Linked DNA regions of Oryctolagus cuniculus: region 2 is linked to region 1. A link is a contact called in public Hi-C data. All regions are on one chromosome and are shown on one strand. The core of a region is the stretch at or near the end of the contact, and the rest is flanking DNA. Distances in the headings are between cores, read along the strand shown. Region 1 has its middle 8.7 kb from the start of SPON1. Region 2 has its middle 97 kb from the start of PTH.

Region 1 (4,407 bases), core at 1,554-4,053:
AAGCACCTATTACATGCCAAATTTTTGCTAAATGCTTTTCATACATACTTTCTTGTCTTCTAATCTTGAAGTGTAGGCCTTCTGATCATCCTCATTTTATAGATTGCAAAAGCAAGACTCCAAGAGGTTAAGTCACTTCCCTAACACTGCAAGGATGAAAGTGAAAGAGCTCAGTCCCGCCCAGGTCTGTCTATCATCAAGATCTGCTGTTTCTCCCATGCCTGTTGTCTGGTTTTCTGTGCTAGCGAGTGTAAAATCCTATATTTTAGAAGCAAGCAGAACATGGGAAGAAATAGACGGGGGCAGGCAGCAAGTAAGGGAAGGATTTGGACATTCTGATTGGCTGGAAGGTTGGCGTGGATGCCATCAATTAACTCTGAAATGCATCCAGCAAATAAAGACTAAGGGACCAATAGAGGGATGGACAGGTGGATTTGTGATAAAGCAAGTATGTAGTAAAATGTTCATTGGAGAATCTTGGTAGTAGGTAGATGAGTGTTAATAGTAAGTTTTTCAGCTTTTCTGCATGTTTGAAACTTTTTAATAAAATGGCAGGGTGTTGAGAATCAAAGTAAAGTGAGCTGCTGTGGCAGTATTTAGAAGGGGAAAATTGAGCCTCTTCCTTGCTGGGCTAGTGCAGCGGTGACTTTGATCCGTCCTCTGCTCTGGGTGCTGGCCCTTTTCAGGGTTGATGACAAGCTGCTGCATGGCCCTCAGAGAGAGACAGAGGCTGAGGGATCCAGAAACCATGTCTGACCTGGAATGAGGAGAAGCAGTGCCGTGTGGCAATTCTCTGGAAATAGGTGAGGAACTGTGTGCCGGGTCTCTGTTGCTGCATAGCACATTTTGCCAAAACTTAGTGGCTTAAAATAATCACTATTTACTCTCTTTGCTATATCTCCTCTCGGTTTCTGCAGGTCAGGAATTCAGAGGTCGTTGGACTGGGAGGCTCTAGCTCTCATGGCTGCTGGCGCAGTGCAGGGGCGGCAGGCGTGTCTGCCCTGGAGGATTCACTTCCAAGATGTTACCTGGGTCTCTCCCCAGGGCTGCACTGAGTGACCTCAGGCCATGGCAGCTGGGATTGGCAGGGCAAAGCCATCTAAGAGGGTCTGGAGGAAGTTACAGGGCTTGGCAGACTTTGTCTCTGCATTTTCTGTATTATTCCAGTCATTAGAAGGAAGCAAGTTCCTGAGTGTGGGGCAAGTTCCTGAGCACGAGGGGAGAATTAGGCTCTACCTCTTGAAGGGGAGAGTTACAGAGTTTGTGGACGTATTTTCAAATCACAACAGGCTGCTCTTTGTAAGACAGTTAGGCTTGTTATGTAAGGACCCTACAGAGGGAGAGGTAAAAAAAAAAAATCTGGGTAGCAATTAGAGTTATCTGAAAGAAAGAGAAGGATTGGGTGAGCGTCCTCTCACTTAAAGGATCCAAAAGGAATGTGGACAATTAACGAGACATGTGACACTCAGTCCTGCAGTCTGCTAACAGCTGGTGGGCATTTACCACAGGCTCTGCAGTGCAAGGAGCTGAAGATGGGGCAATGAACAAGACAGCGCATGCTTCCCTGGGGCTTCCACTGTCTCGAGGAAGGGAGACAATAAAGGAGCAGACAAGCCCATAAAATAATTACCGATTGTGATGAACCCTAGGAAGGTAATTTAAAAAATAGGCTACCGAAATCACAACCAAGTGAGGGGAGCTATGCTGGTTTTATAAAAGGACGCACAAGGGGCTAAAGGCTGGCACCAGATGATTCTTTACATTTCTTCAGTTCACCTCTGCATTCCTCAGCAGACACTCAGCATCTGCTCCATGCCAGGCACTGTCAAAGGCACAAGGGACTCAAACCATTGCAGCGTTTAAGGACTCTGGGTCTCCTGTGAGACAGCACAATGCCTTCATGGATGGTGATCTCATGTGGTAAATGCCTCAAGGTTGTGCACAAAGCGGCTGACGCTGGCGGGAGTGACATCCCCGCCCGGGGCAGAGAGCAGAGCCATCGCGGAAGCGCCACGTGAGCTGTATTTTCAAGGATAAGGAAGGGGACTGCCGATCTGCATGAGAATCTTTCTCAAAGGTCGGCATCTGAGATGCCAGGTCCTGTTAAGGAGAAGGTGGGAACAGAGACAAAAGTGAAATGTAAGTTTAATGAGTTAATGGAGCCTGCTGAATGAATGCACTCCAAAGTCTGGCTCCTGTGCCGTGACATTAAAACGCACTGGGCCGAGAACGAAAGTGCATTTCACATTTAAAGCTTCTTGAGAGGAGTCCAACGCCGCAGGCTCCTTGCAGCTCTGCCCCTGCCCCAACACCTTGCCCAGGATTCCGCTGCTGCAGCCCAGGTGGCTCCCACCACTCCACCGCTGTTGCACAGCCCCCCAGTCCTGGCTACTTGCGGTGCCTTTCCCCCTCCTTAGGCCAGATCCTACCCATCCGTCATGGCCCACGGAGCCCTTGGACAACTCTAGCCCATGAGGATTTCTCACTCTGGGACATGGTGGGGGAGCCCAGAGCCCATCTGTCTTCGTCCTTCATCGGCACCAAAGCGTCTCTTGTAGATCTAGATTACTGCCTCTCAAACAGGTGGTGACTTTGGGCAAGCAAGTCGCCTAGGTGGTCTATGCCTCCCTCCGTGTACTCATCTGCAAAGTGGGGGTAGCAGAAGCATCCAGCTAGCTCGTGGGTGGTTGTGAGGATGAGAGAACCCAGTAGGTGTGACGCATTTAGACCACAGCCTGGCCCGAGGTAGGCACAATATGAGCTGTCAGCTGTGATAATTGCAAACCCTTTGTGGGAAAATGGACAGCTTCCTGCCCTTCAGGGGCCCTGGAAAGGACTCGGCACACTCAGCGTCGGCATGATCTGATGAATGGAGACACGTTTTCCTCTGACTCCCTCTGAAACCTGCTCACACCCATAGGTTTGGTTCCAGCTTTCTACGAAAAATTAGGTCGGGGGCTGAATTGTGTTCCAGATCTTCTCTTCGGGCTGTGTATTTGAAGTCCCAGTTGGAAGTCAGCTTATTTCAAGCCGCACTTCATGGGTGAACCTGACACTTCAGTAGCTGTGTGTTCCAGCCCAAGAGAGGGGTTGAACCTGGGGCACATGAGGGCACAGGGCACTTCGCTAGGGCCATAGGACGGAGCACACTTCCCCCCACTGTTGCTCTGCTACTCTGCCATATTCCTTTGTGCACTAAATACACATTCTTCTTCCTCACTTCCGGTCCTCCTTTCCTCTTCCCCCTTCCCTTCCTCAAGGCGTCAGGAGGGGCATGGGTCCATTTCCCCTTCCACTGCCCTCCCTCACTGCTTCCCTCCAGGTCCAGCCTGAAGCACAAGCACAGAAGCTGGGCCACCAAGCCTCAAAGCTCCCCCTCCCCCACCACAGGCAACTTCCCACTCCCTGACCCCACTGTGAACGCCCACGTGCCGCCTGGTGAGGCCAGCAGCTCACTCAAATGATTCTACCTCTATTAGCATGCTAGCAAGGGGGCAACTCATCAAATTCATCTGTTGGTCTGGAAATCAGAGCACAGAGCTGAGAAGAGGCCACATAGGACAGCTCTGTTTTGAGAGTATCTTAAAGTGAGGGTTGGGGCACCGCGCCTTGCCTGCTGCCTCCTGAGCTGGGAACCCGTTACCTTTGACTGCCCTCTAGGCATGCCCTCCTTGAAACACTCCTCGATTGTGGCATATCCACGACTGAATATATATCATCTCACACCCCCATTTCCACCTGCCGGGCGGCTGCTCTTCCTCAATTCATCAGCTCAGATAACTACCCCACCATGGAGCACCCCGTGGCCCAGGTAAGAATGTGCAGAGCCATGCCTGACTTGCTCCTCCTCTCCTGCACGGTGCCACGCACCGCATCCTCTTCACCTGCCTCCAAAACACTCCTCCCATCGAGCCCTCCTTCTCTGGCGTCAGCCCGTGTATGGCTCTGCTCTGGACCATTGTACATGCTTCCCATCATGCGCCCCTGCCCCAGACTCCCACAAGACCATAGCCCATCTTCATACAGGGCCACTGAAAAGACCATCCTATTACCCAGGACACATCCTGCCTCTCCACACCTCAGTACCTTGGCACTCGCTGTTTCCCTGCCTATACAACCCAGTCCTCTTGTCCAGTGACCAAGGTCTCATTTGTCTTTCTAGAAGGTGTTGAGTACATTTTCTTTTCTAAAAAAAAATTTAATTTATTTGAAAGGCAGGTTACAGAGAGAGAGAGAGAGAGAGATTCCGTCTGCTGGTTCACTCCCCAAATTGCTGCCCAGGGCTGGGCCACGCCAAAGCCAGGAGCTTCACCAAAGTCTCCCATGAAGGTGGCAGGAACTCAGATATTTGGGCTGGTATCAGGGAGCTGGAACAGAAGCAAAGCAGCTGGGATACAAACTGGCACC
Region 2 (4,972 bases), core at 1,774-4,273, 180 kb before region 1:
AGAAGCAACTGCTGCTGGCGTAAGCACAAGCTGGAATATTCCAAATTTGCAGAGTGAGGGTTCTTTCCCTCTTCTTCCGAGGCCAAACTCTTCCCCAGGGAGATGAGAAAGACAGCAGACAATGGAAAATCAACCAACCGCAGTGGACACGTCCCCTTCCCATGGGCCCACCGCTGGGTGTGTGCAGAGGGTGTCCTGTAGGGCTATGATAACCTGAATTCTCCCAGGGAGGCTGAGCAGAGCCCATTTGTAGCAACAGCAGTGAAACAGCTCCTCCGTCATGTTTGTGAGGCTGTTTGATTAATCTCTGTCTCCCTAACCAGGATGGGGTCTCTGCGGTTTGTGTGACTCAACACAGTGTCAGATACAAGGTTACACTCAGTACATACCTGCCAGATGAATGAATGAATGCATGTATATAGGCCACAACCTGCAGTGCTGGCATCCCATATGGTTGCTAGTTTGAGTCCCACCTGCTCTACTTCCTATCCAGCTCCCTGCTAACACGCCTGGGACGGCAGTAGAAGATGCCCATGTGGGAGACCCAGATGGAGTTCCAGGATCCTGGTTTCAGTCCAGTCAAGCCCTGGCTGTCGTCTGGGGAGTGAACCAGCCGATGGAAGATACAGCGAAGCACATGTGGGATTGATAGCCAAGGAGCAGAGCTGGGTTCAGGGAGTGGGAAATCACTCTGAGGAGACACGCAGGGCAGGGGAAGCCGGGTTTAGCTGACCTACAGGACGGCAGACACTGAAGAAGCTGACCTGAGGTGGAGGGTGATCAGATACCAAGGGGGAGGGAGTCTCGCTAAGCGGACTCGGCAGGGCTCTTTGCTAAGCTAGATTCTACAAGGAGTGCACAGATGGGCTGAGGAGTGGCTTTGGAAGCCTGACTCAAGTGTGGCCCAGCTAAGTCTGAGTCACCACTCTCGTTTCTCAAATGTGACATTGGCCAGCAGGACTTTCCTGAAGGGCAGGGGAGGACCAGGAAGGGGCGCATCTCCAAGCTGTCGCGCTGTGATCCGAAGCCCAAGCTCCTCATATCTGGGTTAGGGGGCGCTTCAGCGCCGTGAGCTTCCACCGGCCGGGCGTGCGCTCCCACCCACTGCGGTTTTGGCGCAGTACATAGCAGGAGTGTGATTTAAAAGTATCATTGATTTAATTTTCACTTGAAAAGTGTGATTGATTTCATTTTTAGTCCGGCTCTCGAGCTTACAATTCCCAATCGCCTTAGAAGAAGAGAGTCTAGGTTTTTGGTGTTTAGCTAAAGAGAACTGAGGTTTAAAATGGTTGGAAAAACAAATACAGACCCGATCAAGAGACAAACCACCAGATTTCAGCGATAGAAGGTTTTCGAGAGAGACTTTGGGCCACTGGATCAAGTCCTACATGGGGTTCGTTCTCCTTGGACTTTCTAAATAACACAGATCGGTACATTACCCCCCTCCCCTTGTCCCGGTTTTCTCCCTTTAGCCTGCTTGGCTGCGTTTTCTGTCATTGGCAATAGCAGGAATCCTGACAGATGCTCCCCAGGGGACTTTGCGACTGTTGGTAAGGCCACCGTCTTCCCTCCACTGTCCAAGTGCCAGGGAACGAGGTTCTCTTCGGGTTTGGGTGTTTTCCCTTGTCAGTTCTTTCCGGGAGAGAGGCTGGCTGGGGAGCGGGTCTGACAGAATCCATCCTGCCTGCGGGGCGTGGTGTCAAGATGTGCGCTGGGGAAGCAGCCCACGCTCGCTCTGTTTTGCTGAAACACTTGCTTGTTTGTGTGTGATTCTCACTTAAATGAGCTCGAATGTGGTTGCTACATGGCGGAATGATGTCAGTCAAGTGTGGGAGTTGCGCTGGTTCATCTGTGAGGCTCCCGGGCTGCCCACGTCTTGGACCAGCAAGTGTCAGAAGGTGGAGCCCAAGTGCAATGCATGACCCCCACTGAATGCAGGGAGCTGCCCAGGGAGGCTGTGAGGTCCCGGCTCTCACGGCTCCTGTGTCCTGCCTCAGGGCAGCTGTACTCCATCCCAGCAGTGCTCCTTCCTCGATTCTCCGTGCTCCCATGCAGTCTTTCCTCATCCATATGCCTCAAAGACTACAGCTTCTCTCCCATTGCCTTCCGCCCAGAGACCTTATCTTCCTTTCTTTTCTTTTTTGAGGCAAAAGTCTTTATTTTCTGCAGAATTTCTTTCTTAGGAAATGAGCATTCTTTTTAAAATTGCTGGTGTTTTTGTCAAGATTGCTACTGCCTTTGATAGGCTCTGGTTGCAAGGTTGTTTGTTCTGAATGGTCTGTCTCAGTCCTATTTTCCCCATAAGTCTTAATTATTTTTAGCTTGCAATTTTGCAGAAACTGTGCTTCTCTGCTCCCCCAGGAACACATACATCTCATTATTGCTGAAGCACCTGCAATTTTTTTTTTAAAAAAAGAGCAGAATAATAGCCATAGATATGCTGACCTTGGAGTATGTTGCTTCAGTTCACATCCACTCCTTTGCTTTTATACAGAATCAAAGTTCAACCTGCCTTACATTTCTCTGGTCTGAGACGCCACTTATATTTTAATATAATGAACTTGTACCTGATTCCTAGGCCCTCATAGATTGAACGCAGGAACCTGTACAGACCCCTGAATCAGATGTTCAACCCGGTAGACCTAGCACATGCTCTGCCCCTCAGGATCCAGGAGGAATCTCCAAGCAAAACCATATACTCCAACAATGCAGCGTAAGCAGATGCTACACACCGTAAAGGATGCAGGCAGCTGGAAAATTGTGCTACAAAAATAAACACCCGGTTTCTGCAAATTGGGCAACTCTCATTAGCCTTAGGAAGCTCGTTTTCATGGTTAAGTTGTTAAGTGACTGATTAAAAGCACAAGACCATTTAGGCACCTGCTTATTCGTTAATTTTCTTTTTATTTTGAACTTGGGCCAGCAGATGGCGCTCTTGAATGCAATTTGGCAGAGGATCCCTCAGCATCAGGGCTACAAGAACAAATTCAGCACCTGCAGGTTCTTTCTTACACTGTGAAAATGACTTGGAATTTCTGAGGGGGAGAGGAATGCAATTTTAAAACCAGCTAGAAGCTGAGTGTCTAAGAACATAACACCACCTGTCATTTTTTCATTTAAAAATCCAATTAATGCTGATTAGCAGTGGGGGCAGGTGCAGGCACAACGTGGTACAGTTAAACCAGGAAGTAATAATATGTTGAAGCAAAAAAAGCATTTGAAGAGGAACTGGTTTAGTTTTAGAGCTTACCCTATTAGAATGAAGACAAGTTGGTACTCTAGAGTGTGGTAGCCTGGATTCGATCTTTTCTGTTTTTAATCTGTGTATTTATTTATTTATTTGAGAGAGAGAGTGAGAGAGAGATCTCCCATCTGCTGTTCTACTCCCCAAATGCCACAGCATCCAGAAGTGGACCAGGCTGAAGCCAGGAACCAGCAGCTCCACCTAGGTCTCCGATGTGAGAAACAGGAACCCAAGGTTTTGAGCTATCACCTCCTACCTTAGGATTGCTGGCATCAGCCAGGACTCAGATCCAGGGATACTGATAGGGGATGTGGGTGTCTCAAGCCAAACACAGGCCCTGAGGAGATCTTGAAGACAAATGCTATGTAGACTGGCTTACACCCTCCAGGCAAGCTTTTGCATGTTATTAAAACCCCTTACAGCCATTATGCCCAGAATTGAGCAATAGGGAAGAGTTTTTGGAACCAAAGAATATATTCATCTTCAAATCCTGCTTTTCAGGCAGCTTCCACCAATATTTGAAGAGCTAGTTCTTGACTATGGTAGTTCAAGGCCTGAATCTCACACTAGGCTGGGGGCAAGGGAAGAGTGAGCTCAAACAGAATCCTAACAGAGCCTTGTGGACAGCTGGCTCGCCTGCTAGGGCTGACGTCTGTAGGAAGTGCTCTGAATGTGTTTTCTCGTTTAATCCATGCAGCAACATCAGGGGGCTTCTCTCATTCTCCTCTTCTACAGACAGGGAAACAGAGGCTACATCACTCGCTCAATGTTGTAAATTATCCAGCTGGCTCCAGAACCCTCCCTGTTAAATATTCTGCTGTTCCTCCCCACCCTCACCTCCAACTGCTCCCTGCTCTTCACTTAAAGCCTTCTCACAGCGCCTGGGTTGAGGCCAAATCACTTAGCCAGGCACTCACGATCTTTAAGAATCCGTGTCAAACAAGAGCAGATGAGAGATACAGCAGCGATATTATCTAAGGCAGTGACCGCCCGATCACCACCACTGAAATTGTTCTGGGGGCATGCACTCACATATGGGAATATTCATTCATAAATTATTTACAGGCTGTATTGTTAATCCACACAGTACATTAAATATTATTAGGTCTTAATTCATTTCTAATTTTAAACACACTCTCAATAACGTCTGGGGGTTCCTTCTTGCATCCCAGCGCCAGGTCTTGCCCAGCCCTTGCTGTGCACACATCCTGTGCACGCTTTGGAAACCAGCCTACAATAAGGGCAGCCCAATCTGGCTCTCTGCTCAGGGGGACAAAAATTCTCTCTTGTCAACATTCTGGAGAGCTCTGAGTGTCACGGGGGCCTGCACACTCGTGCTGAGCAGCCATGGGGAAGGGCGGCGATCATAATTAGAAGTGTGTAAGCCTGGAAACAGAACCAAGGCAAATTCAGAGACTGAGTGAGGCCCGAGCCAGGAGGCCCAGGATATGCAAAGTCCATTGGCCAAGGTATTAGTTCCCATAAACAGTGTGGCAGATGGTGCGGCAGCCTGCGAGAGCTGCCTGCGAGAGCTTACACAACAGAAACTCATTGTCTCACAGTTCTGGAGGCTGAAAGACCAATAACAAGGTGTCCCAAATGTTGGTTCCTTCTGAGGGCTGTGAGGAAGCACTGTTCATCCCTCTTCTAGCATCTGGAAGGTTGCAGGAAGCCACTGGCATCCCTCGGCTCGTAGCCGCGCCACCCTGATTTCTTCCTTCAGCCGCA

Evidence for each region. Hi-C and Micro-C count contacts between places; a contact is called where the count stands out from the background.
Region 2: a Hi-C map of an unstated tissue shows a contact between it and region 1, with 3 times the contacts expected there. The contact joins two enhancer-like sites. A contact is called at or near these places in 2 of 6 Hi-C or Micro-C datasets (skin fibroblasts and an unstated tissue).

What each region holds. Positions count from the first base shown.
Region 1 is chr1:52,298,392-52,302,798 of mOryCun1.1, reverse strand. No RefSeq gene overlaps it. Among named protein-coding and RNA genes, the nearest start is that of SPON1, 8.7 kb to the right of the region's middle. Within about 2 kb of position 2,803, at least 1 of the 8 cell types and tissues checked has an H3K27ac peak or open chromatin away from gene starts, as enhancers often do.
Region 2 is chr1:52,482,727-52,487,698 of mOryCun1.1, reverse strand. No RefSeq gene overlaps it. Among named protein-coding and RNA genes, the nearest start is that of PTH, 97 kb to the left of the region's middle. Within about 2 kb of position 3,023, at least 1 of the 8 cell types and tissues checked has an H3K27ac peak or open chromatin away from gene starts, as enhancers often do.